Regions from separate parts of the Mus musculus genome. Here region 2 is linked to region 1. Evidence: chromatin contacts called from public Hi-C data. All regions are on one chromosome and are shown on one strand. The core of a region is the stretch at or near the end of the contact, and the rest is flanking DNA. Distances in the headings are between cores, read along the strand shown. Region 1 holds the start of Gm51859 (a long non-coding RNA gene). Region 2 has its middle 84 kb from the start of Gm12159.

Region 1 (5,788 bases), core at 2,876-5,375:
GTGAATGCATGAGTGTGTCTGTCTGTGTGTGTGTGTTGTATACATGTGCATGCATGTGAGTGTATAGATGCAAATTTCTATGCAAATGTATGCAGAGGCTAGAACAGTACAGCAGACACTATCCCTCAGTACAGCTTTCTGCCTTACTGTCTTGAGACAGGGTCACTCATTGAATTGAATGTTCCTCAGTTAGGCTAGGCTTCAATACAAAAATCTCTCAATATCAGCCTTCTCTACCTCCTAATGATGGGGTTAAGGACACCTGCAGCCATGCCCAACTTAGTACATAATAATGAGGACTTAAACTTAGCTCCTCGTGTGCACACACATGTATTGCTATTCATTCGACAGTCTCTATAGTTAAACACTTTGTAGACTATAACAAATGAATACAAATAAAACCATGAACAGCTAACAGTTTTCTGAATTAGGTGAGAAGAAAAAATGATAAAAATTAGAAAGTTCTTTAAAATATTAGAGTTTATGAAGACCATCCAAGGAATAAGTAATTAATAATTTATGTAGACAGATAGTCTGATATACTGCAGGAATGCTAATTGCTAAGAGGTTAACATGGGGTTGCCATCCAGTGCCATTTATATTTGAATGCAGGGCTAGCCTCTTCTCCTTGTTCATGTGGATGGTCCAAGAACGACACTTGCAAAATTGGAACCTCTACATTGTCTGGAAACCAACAGAAGAAGCTCTATCAGGACCGGGAATGTCCCATTTAATAAATATGAAGAAAAGCAAGCACATTTTTTTTTGCAAGCACATTTTTTAAAAACAAACAACTCACTCTGAGTCCATTGTGATCTTGAGGATATCAGCCACAAGACAGCAAGCTCTGGAGCAAAAAAAAAAAAATAGCTTGGAAAGAAGTCAACAAGATGTAGAGGTCAATTCCTGGCACTGAGGATAGTGAATGATAGATTGGGGAACCTTGGCATGATCCTCCTTGAGTTGTATTATTAAGAAAAAAACCAACCAACCAAATAGAATGTTGGCAGACTTTGCCCTCCCACTTTCCTCTGCGTTTGTGACTATTCACCCTCAGACAAACAAAATCAGCCCAGAGGTTCACAGAGCTATTGGGGGCTTCATATTTTTTAAAAGTAATTTCTGAAGAGCTAATCACAAGATTGTCTCACTGTGAGCCTCTCCTTATGATGGCCTCTGTGCTTCCAGAATCACTTCATTTCCAAAGATGAGCATCTCTAGGTTCAGTGCCCATCAATTTGAATGCAGAGTTCATCTTTTTTTTCTGAGATATGGTGGTAGGTTTTAAAGATGAGAAAATGAGAGAGAAAGAGACAGAGAGACAGAGAAAGACAAAGAGAGACAGAGACAAAGAGAGACAGAGAAAGGCAGAAAGAGAGACACAAAGAGACAGAGATAGAGACAGAGACAGAACTTGAGTTGTTTGAGATAGGTCTTGCCTTCATGTTCCTATGCTGGGAAATGTGTTGAGATGACAGGAGACACACTGGCACCCATCTGCCTTCAAGTCTACATTGAGCTATGTAATCAAATTCACTTAGGTGAGAAAAGACTGAGGCAGAGTAGAAATTCATTTTTATTCTGTTTTCTAATGCTCAATGTTGCCCTGTGCCTGGAGGCCCTAGGATGCTTCCCCTGTGTGTATAATAGGGTCATTTTAAGGACAGAGTTGTTGGACTTGGCTCTCTTGGCATCTGTTCAGGACAGCTAACAAAAGTCAGTTGTCTCTTACCTTGTGATCACCTCCCCCCAACAAATTACTAACAAATTCCACTTGCTGAGTGGCCTCTTATTAGCATAATTGTGTGTTTTAATTCAGAGAAGAACCATGTGTTTCCTATAAGAAAGTTGTTTTAGGTCTTTAAATGTCTCTGTCAAACACTTTCCTTTTGTTTGGAGAAATAATTACAGATCGGTCCTGTTGAAAGCAAAACATCAGAGAAACGGCCTGTCCTAGTGTTTCTAACTTGGTAGATGTCTGCTCCATGAGTGACACAAGTTTAGTTTGTCCACGCCAAGACAAACAGACCCAGTTTGACCACTGCAAATGCTGACTTGGTGATGAGGCATGACAGTTACTGTGATTCAGTTGTTTTCCTCACATCTCAGGTCCAGGGCTCTCCTTCTGCAAGAGCGCATCACTTCCTGCAACTTCAGCTGTGGTACCTGCCAGGCAGAACTGCGGCAGCTGACTTTTGATACCATTTTCACCCTTTATAGAAGGCACCGGTGTTGACCCATGGATGCTTAGAATTACCTTGTTGATAGCAAATTCTCAGCTGCACTCTCCTCCCTGAAAATGTTTCCCTGTAAACTTTTCCTAACCCTGGACCTGGATGTGTTTTGAACACATGATGGCTGCTGTGAGAAGCTATATACACGGCAAACAAACAAACACAAACTTGAAAAGACATAATCACCCATGAGTGAGATGGTGTATAATATGTTTGTACTTATCTGAATTTTGTAAATTTAAAATCTGGATCATGCAATACTTTTATAGGAAAAATGTGGTTTTGTTTTTTAAATACAAGGCATTCAATCTGGGAAAGGAAAATGAAATATAAAAGGAATAGTAGAAATACCAGGGGATATGTAAGGGTTGCGTATAACAAGCATTAACTTTAAATCTGGTGGGCACAAGAGAAGAAACCACAAATCCCACAGGTCATCAAAGGCAATGGGGCTACAGCTAACATGATCTCTCGTGTCTGTGACAGACAGCTCTCCCACCATGTTTACCCTCTCTCCAGAACTTCTCCAGTGCAATATCCATACATCATCTCACAATAATCCATAGGGGATGCCATGACATTTTTTCATTCTTTTTAAAGATGAGACCATTTGCTACAGAGAGAATGACTTATCTTTGCTCCCGTGGTGAGTCAAGTTCCCAGCCAGTGATAAGAACTGATAAGTCAGGTGCTGTGAGGCTGGTGTTTTCCCACCCTGGCTATCTTCCTTAGGAGAGGTTAACGGTCCCAGAGTTTGTTTCTTTCTTTGTTTTCTCTCTCTCTCTCTCTCTCTCTCTCTCTCTCTCTCTCTCTCTCTCCCACACACACACACAGAGAGAGAGAGAGAGAGAGAGAGAGAGAGAGAGGCTATTGCATCCTAGTGGGCTATTGTCAGAAAATGTAAGGTAAATTCATAAATTTTACAGGATTAGTTTCAGCAGAGATAGGACAGTTGATACATTAATACATAGAATATATAGATAGAACTATTTCAAGGGCATATATATGAATATAGGTGCATATTTGTATATATAGGTGCATATATGTGTATGTATGTATATATATATACATGTATAAGCCATAAAGAAAGATAAGAGGAGATGAAGAGATGGCTCCAGAGTTAACAGCATTTCCTGCTTTAGCAAAGGATCAGAGTTTGGATGCCAGCACTTACAGTACTGGGGGTGGGGTGCATAACCACATGTAACTCCAGCTCCATGCAATTCAGTGTCCTCTTCAGGACTCAACAGGCAACTGCAGTCATGTTCAAATATTCCCATACAGAGACATATACTTACACATATTAAAACAAAACATTTTAAAAGAGGGTGCAATATATTTCTCCATTTCTATACACATGCACACGCACACTCATAATCACACATCTCTATCTATCCCCTCTGTTGAAAGCTGTTCCAAGAGAGCTTTCCATATATTAACTCACAAGAACCCATGAGGAATTCCCTAAGAGGAATTATTTACCCGTGTGTGTGTGTGTGTGTGTGTGCGTGTGCGTGTGCGTGTGTGTGTGTGTGTGTGTGTGTGTCTGTGTGTGTCTGTGTGTGTCTGTGTGTGTCTGTGTGTGTCTGTGTGTGTTTCCAAACCCAGGTCTTATTTGCTGATAATATATATAATCAAAAACTAGTCTTTAAATTGCCAGGATGTGAACACCAGTTTGGAGATATTCTGCTTTAAAACAGTTTGGACTTTATCCTTCAAGGTTCCATAAAAGTCTCAAGATTATTGTTCATATCCCTTGTTAACATTATCTCCTGAAGGACTTTTAAAGAGAGATAATGAACTTGTGCAGGTAGCAAGCTTAAACCCATCAAAAAATAAGTTCTCTTCCTGGATAATGAGCTGGCTAAAGAGAGTGTGAGTCATATAAAATGCATCTGATCTTACATACTCAGCTGTAGAAAAAAATAAAGCTTTGAGACTTCATCTAAATGGATAGGGTAATATTATGTCATCTGGCATCTATTAGGTCCATTCAGATATGAGATATTAGTTTGTGTTTAAGAATTAGCTTTCAGGTTATTTGCATTTTGGAAGAATACACTGTGTGTGTGTGTGTGTGTGTGTGTGTGTGTGTGTGTGTGTGTGTGTGTGTGACTATCAAAGGTAGACCAGAGTGACACTTCTTGTGCCTTTTGTGGACTAAATCGCAGTGTCAGGATAATAAATGCTGTGCTTGGAGTCTGCATGTGTTTCATTTCTCTTAGGGAATTCAGTACTTCAAGGGCTTTCCTCTTCAACACTGCAGATAAAACACTACATCACACTCTTTAGTGAAAGAGACACTTTCTCCTTCAGGATGCCTGTTCAGCTGTTCCACAGCTGAAGAGCTAGGAAGACTTAAATTACATTCCCTTTCCTGCTATTAAAAGGGAACATGAGGGAGGTGGGGGACAAGCAACTTGCATCTGGTTCGACTTCTTTGCCAAATTCTTCATTTAATTGTTTTGTAATTTGAAGAAAACCACAAATGACAAGATGAAATTGCTAGGAATATAAATACAGAATTTAATTGTTCATGTCAGGATTTCAAGTCCAGATCTGTCGGTAATGTTAGTCAGTTTTATGACCAACGGACAAGAAGAACATTAGGGGCTACAGCTAAACTTGCTGAGGCTTCATCACTTGCACCCCCCACTTGGTCACCAAGTTTCTTCCAGAAAGAGGGAAGCTGATCCTTTATCTTTATGACTTTTATCCCAACAGCTGGGATCAGAGTGGAGGACAAGTCTTCTCCAAAGAAACCGTGACCTCTATGCCCAAGATCCTAAATAAACCAGCATCCAAGCGCTGTTACCCTTTAACTGATAGGCTCATAGAGAATTAGAGCATCCCCAAGATATAGGAACTGGTCTAAAATGTGCCTGCTGATTTAGTTATACCACATGCTTCCCCAGACAGGAGGCCACCTGGCCTCATCGGGATGAGAATGGAAAAAGCATGTTATTCGCAGTCACCCAACTGAATTTAGGTCTCACTCTGCTGCCATTAATGGTTGACATGAACAGACAAGTTCAATTAGTAATTGTTGGGTACATTTATCTGAAGAAAAAAATGAACAGTATAAACATCCTTAACATTTTGTAAAGTGTGGACACAGAGATGCTCAGTGGGTAGAGTATTAAGGTGCAAGCACCTGGACCTAAGTTTGGATTCCTAGTCATATATTAGAAACCAGGATTGGCTATGCATACCCATCAACCTGTTTGGGGGATGAAGAGACAAAAGAGGAGACCAAAAGCTTAGTGACAAGGCAGTTTAGAAAATCGGCGAGCTCCAGGTTCAGTGAGAAACCTGTCTCAGAAAGCTAAAATAAAATAAGGTGGGGAGTGGTCAAGGAAGACATCAGATATTGGTCTCTAACATACATACCCATGTGTGTCAGGAATAACTAAACTACAGCATCATATAATCTAAGTTATAGAAGTTATCAGAGTCTAGTAAAGAGTCAATGAGAGAATTATGCTGTGGAAGAAATGATCTCTCTCTCTCTTTCTCTCTCTCTCCTTTTTAATCCTGTGACATCTCCTAGGTTA
Region 2 (5,940 bases), core at 1,819-4,318, 120 kb before region 1:
GCGTGTGCGTGTGCGTGTGTGTGTGTGTGTGTGTGTGTGTGTGTGTGTGTGTGCGCGTGTCCAAACAAGTTTTATTAAGTCACTTGCAGAAACATGGATATGGGGTCCCATTGCCTGGTAATGTGATTAATGCTTTCTCCAGAGGGGACATATCCTTAAACATAATAAGTGATGTTCTCAGGAGTTCTTGCTATTCTGTACTTCATCATTGATAAAACTTAACTTATCCAGTCCTTATAGAGCAAAGAAGAAAACACACAATGATCCACTGTATGGCCTCTAAAGTGTCATATGAACATAACATATGGCTCAAACCTTAACAGGGAAAAAATCCCCAATAATAATCATGACCTAAATCATGTATCGATGCTATGTAAAGAGAGAACATTCTAGTAAGATATGAGTACTTCTTGTCCTTCACCTCTCTCTCTCCTCACCTCTGGCCTTAAATTCCTCATGGACTTGGCATTGATACTCAGTTTGGGGATTAAAGCAGGACCTGACCTGGATTTGCTCCACGTTGCCCATGCCCTAGATTGAAATGTTAAAGGACTTGGAGTGAAATAAGTTGCATTTTTCAGTGGCAGCTTCACAGTGACTAGGGAATTAATGTCAGCCAGGCAGTGATTTCCCAGTGGTTGGGTTTGTAGCAAAAGGCTTCAACTTTTATGTGTGGCCTGTTTGAAGTTGAAAATTGTTGTTAGACTCTCCAGAGCTGTTTGAGGTGTCAGTCATCTTTGCCTTTTGTGTCGGGTGAGAATGGGGGAGCACAGCGGCTGGGAAGCATCTGTGACTTCCATCCCCAAGGCAGGTCTCTGCCAGGGCCCGGCTGAGCCCATCTCCCAGGGAATTCAAAGCCTTAAGACTCTGTACTTCACCTGGAACCCTGCAATCCAGCAAGAGAAAGGAGGCTCGCATCACAGCATCACGGTTGTTATGTGCAAATGAGCATCTCTGGCATTTCCATCAAAGGTGCAATTTTCCATCCTAGGATATCATTCTCCAGAGAGGTGGTAGTGAGGCATAATAGTAACTGAGACAATGACAGTGCAGCAAGTAGCAGCAACAAAAGCCAGCAACTACCACTCTCTTTACCACCAGTTATGGGCCACACATGCCACGTAAGATTATCTCATTTGACTGTCTTGATAACTCCATCAGATAGATGCAAATAGCTCCAGTTTAGAGATTCTGCAAACAAGGCCGTAGAGCCAGCAAGGTGAAAATTGGAGACATTTAAGTTAATTGCCATTAACTTAAATGGGCTAAGGAGTCAAAAGAGGTGTCTAGCAGACCTGGCCCCAACTTCTTGCTACTGTAGACCTTCTCTTAGAGTTCTCCTTATGTGAGAGCCATAGTTCCTCCATCTTAAAGCGGGACAGCATCACTTCCATCTAAAGTTCCTGAGAAAAATCAGAGTTCTTGTGTGTCAGATGTCTTACCAGTGAATGGTTACCGCTACAATTGATCTTTGATCATTTTCACTTAAACCAAATGTTCTCAACTCTTTCCTTTTGCATTTTTTTTGGTCTATTTCTGGTTTCTCAAAGCCAGGGGATACTTCTGTCTACTTGAGCTATATCCCTTGCTAGAGATTTTCATCTCCAAAGCAGACAAAAGACCACAAGGAGCCCAGAGATCTAAGGTATAGCATAGCTCTCGGGTAAGTATTCCTGTTCTAATGAACTTAGAAAGACTGTGCAGTTCAAGAACTGTGGGCCTGAGTAGCTGGAGAATACTAAGTTTTACCAAACAACTCTTAAGATGGGATAGGACAAAAATTCAATATGTGGACTTTGAAGCAGGGGCTGAACTCTTGCTGGTTCATGCTCTGTATAAAGCAAATGAGTCTCTTGTCAGACAGTGAACTCAGTGTCCATTACAAAAAAACTATAAGGCTGTCAGTTAAAGGTAGCACTGCCTAGAATCTTTTACACCCAGGGCATCCATGTAAAATGTGGAGGCATGGATGGGCATTTTGAGGAAATGCTTGGGTAGAGAAAAGTGGAAGCTTCTGTCATCCTCAGATAGCTGCAGTGTTATTTGTAGTGACCAGGCTCCTGTATCACCAGGGTTGATTGATGGGCAGTGAAGCCAGAGATGTGATATGACCTCCTCGTGAATATGTGTGCTATCTCGTACCCAAAGCCAGCTCTCTGTCCTTCTGGGAGCTTCAGGGAGTCATAAATTCTAAGTATTTCCAGCTCAAACCAGCTGAAATATGCTCTGGTCTCCACAAGTAACAGTCCTGACCCATGGCCTGAAAATGTTATCGTGGAATAGTTACCCTCTTTGACCACGGTTGCCTCTTCTTTACAATGAGAATAATAACATGAGGGCCTCTCAGAGTGTAGTTAATGTCAAATTAAACAATACATACAAGATATTTATCTTTGTACATGGTACGAATGAGCTCTCCAGAATGAGAACTTACAGAATAGAAATGAGGGCAGACGATTGGAGAGATTACAGTATGGAAGATGCATCACAAGGGATGGGAGGATTAAGGAACAAACACAATTAAGGAAAACCTGTTGGGAACCAAACAGCACCCACACCCACACGCATACACACATACATACACAGGACAGGGAGATTTATTGTATGACTCCAAGACAACCATAGGCAGAGGTCAGAAGACAGGATGCTATGAAACTGGTCCTGTTCAAAGTGGAAAGGACAGGACTGATAAAGCCATGGAGAGAAAAGAACTCAGCTCATGTGAGGAGTGGGGGAAGCTAAGCATAGCCTTAATGGAGAATAAAATGCTAGGCCTCAGACTGTGCACATATGGAGGAGGTAATGCTGGTCTGGAGAACAGCCTAGGTGCTCGCTCACAGGACTGCCCATAACGGTTTACTTAAATACTTCCACCTTGGACATGCCTGTCTTGGCTCACTTTAGCCATTCATTGGCACGCATAGAGAAGACTAATCTGTCCATACCACAGATTTCCAGGGCCCGTGCTTTACACATTCTCAACACTAGCTTGCTTATTTAGCTTCTCTGCAACTGCTTGTCAATTGTACTTTGTGCTAAGCAAAGTTGTCTGAAGCGTGTACTTTCGCCTGGAATATTTTGTAAAACAGCAAATAGCTTTCTATTTGAGTAAGGACCTCGGGGCCCCACCCAGTGCTTACATGGAAAGTTTGTTCATCGACTTTTGTGAAGTAAGAGTTGTTTATGACATGAAGGGCTTGTGGACAGGATCCATCTCTCTTTTGACCTTGTTTGTTTTTTCTTTCCTCCTGTGACATTAATTATTTCCCAACCATGTGGGTTTTCTTTTTTCTTTTTTTTTTCTTTTTCCCTAACTTAGAATTCATGCATGAGGTTGAAAGAGTCATGTGTGTATTTTTAGTTTTGTGTTATATTTTATCCTGAGACTTCTGTTTCACAACCGGGTGTTTCAGCCTTTTAGAGAACACTCTTTAGCCCAGTGGGCCCTTCTGATTATAGGGTAAGGAGCCATGTAATCACTGTGGCTATTTCTCTGTGGATTTTTGCAGAGTGTCCTAGGAGCTTCAGATCTCTGGAGCTGGAATTTTGGAGAGTTTTAAGCTGCTGTGTAAACACTAGGAACTAAACGTGGGTCGGGTCCTTCGCAAGAACAGCAAGTGTCCTTAACTGCCCATTCCCTACCCCTAGTTGCTGTCATTTTTATTCTGCTTCTGTGCAAGGTCCTTTAACTTTGAAATGCCTTATTGTATAGCCTATCATTTATCCTAATCCCAGACCTATCAGATAAGCATGTATTTTAATTCATATTTTAGCAGATGATAGATAATACAGCGGCACAGGAAGTTCTAGGGACATCCTTGAGGTTACGTGGCTTTAAGAATAAAGCTGTTACAATCTTGGCTGTCCAAGGATTCTGAAGCAGGCGTGTGGAGTTGACAAGACTGTATCTATCCATCTATATAGTACTGACTCATTCAGTCCTTCAGAGAAAGATCAATCAATAAAGGCTGACTAGAAGCACTGGGCTATAACATAGTCAAAAATGCCCCTAAAATTGTCATGAGTTGCCCAAGCTCTTGCTGCCTCTTGAAACACCATAAAGCATGGCGGTTACTGAATTTGTCTGCTTTGCCACTTAAGCGCACTGAAGCTTCAAGTTAAATTTCAAACGTAAAATTACAGGAAATTAACTACTTTTCTCTTTTGTGAATGGAATTTTCATTCTTTTCCTAATCACTGAGGAAGTGCCAATTTTCCATGAATATGGAAATTGCTTGTTTCCTTCCCCCTACCCCCCTTAGGAGTCTAACATTTCAAAATGGCCCCAAGATTCCTGTATGAATTCTGACAAGGACATAAACTCAAGCATCATGACTTTTCCTGCGGATGCTGTCAGCCCAATGGCACCCCCTGAACAGAGCCTTATTTCTGATGAGATCTAGGCTGCCAGCATCCAACTTTTTCTATGGACAGAATCACCCTTTCTTTTATTAAAACCAGCAGAAACTCATGGAAACATGCCTGATGTCATTTTTGAATGTGAGGGAAAAGAATTTTGGAAGCGGGATCTGCTTCACATTTCTAAAGCATTTTTTTAAACTCTAGTTTTTCCCTTTGCCCTTCCTGAGGATGCACGTGGGTGTTAAACTGTTACCAAAGGGAGGGTCCCTTGTAACTGCAACCAACTACACACATACACACACACACACACACACACACACACACACACACACACACAAAGCACTTTCCCACACACTGAACTTGGCTCTGTGGCACTCTCGTGGAATGCTGAATGGAAAAGATGCAGAGTGTTTTTGATCTGTGAAGAAACACAGCCAGGATGACTGTAGTCATTTTTAGATACGTATTTGGGCTGGAGGCAATGAGAGTGGGGGGAGAGGGTGTGTCTGGTGAGCAAATATCATGTTTTTAAACATTTAAATATTGAAGAAGATGAAGTAAAAACCATACCTTTGTCTTATTTCTTCTTACTTTTAGGGCTTGGGGAATCATTTGATGCTTGTCCGTTTTGAGTTTGTGCTATGAATTCAAGAACTGTTGATTTGAGAATCACAGTCTATTGACGCAATCTGTGTTGATTTCTCTTGAGGCTGAGAGCTTGTTTCTTCATGAAAAAAAGAATCTTTTCTATGTGTCACCCTGTCACTTGTTTTGTTTTCCACTCATAAGTGTATTCTGCTTTGTTTTCCTGGCAGGTTAGAGTTTCAGAACTTGGCTTTCTCCTTTTAGGGCTGTATGGTGTTTCTTTCTTTACATTGGTTTTATGACTCGGAGTTGAGCAGTATTGGGAATATAGTTGTTCACTCTTACAGCATCACCTTAAACCTCTGTCTTTGCACAGGACGACTATACTTCCCTAAGATTAATCTTTGGCATAGATTTAATAGATGGAGTGGTTTTACTCCCAGTGGCAAAGGTCTAGATTAAAACAAAAATCATGGATTCTTGCAAGCCAAAACTCAGTTTCATCTAAGGCAAAATTCATTGTAAAGGCTATTCCTGTGGTTGCGTGCTCTTTACTGACCCTCATGGAGACTCAGAGGAATGGGGCTTCTAACACCACAGAATCTTAAGATATCATGCTTACCAACTACATCAGAATCGCTGCTGCTGGGGTCTTGATCTCTATATTCAACTTTTTGGCTCCTTATGGCAGACTGGGAGCCACTGCTAGGGTGAAAGGGCTCCAATACAGCACCCGATACTCCCTTTTGTTGGTGTTCTGTATCTATATAAAGGCATGCATACACATTATCCCCAATACGTTTTTATGTAATATGGACTTTCTGATCATTACGGAGCTTTGCTCTCTGCTAGCCCATAAGTACACATTATGTACATAGTACCCATATGTACAGTGCTGCTTACAAATAAGTCTGGTGGATAATCAGAGGCAAATGGATACTTTAATGGGGGAATTGTGAGAAGTCCTAGGTGTGATTAAAGGTCAGATGAAGG

What was found. Hi-C and Micro-C count contacts between places; a contact is called where the count stands out from the background.
Region 2: a contact with region 1 is called in a Hi-C map of the STO cell line, with 1.8 times the contacts expected there. The contact joins two enhancer-like sites. A contact is called at or near these places in 6 of 484 Hi-C or Micro-C datasets (the STO cell line, liver, nephron progenitors and 1 more) and 1 of 115 datasets of contacts at active chromatin or transcription factors (liver).

Annotation. Positions count from the first base shown.
Region 1 is chr11:45,083,623-45,089,410 of GRCm38.p6, reverse strand. It overlaps Gm51859 (a long non-coding RNA gene), which reads right to left and starts at 847. Exons shown (of 3, transcript XR_003949543.1): 1 at 800-847. Within about 2 kb of position 4,125, at least 6 of the 459 cell types and tissues checked have an H3K27ac peak or open chromatin away from gene starts, as enhancers often do. A contact at or near this core is called in the STO cell line, where this site is marked.
Region 2 is chr11:45,198,424-45,204,363 of GRCm38.p6, reverse strand. No RefSeq gene overlaps it. Among named protein-coding and RNA genes, the nearest start is that of Gm12159, 84 kb to the right of the region's middle. Within about 2 kb of position 3,068, at least 26 of the 459 cell types and tissues checked have an H3K27ac peak or open chromatin away from gene starts, as enhancers often do. A contact at or near this core is called in the STO cell line, where this site is marked.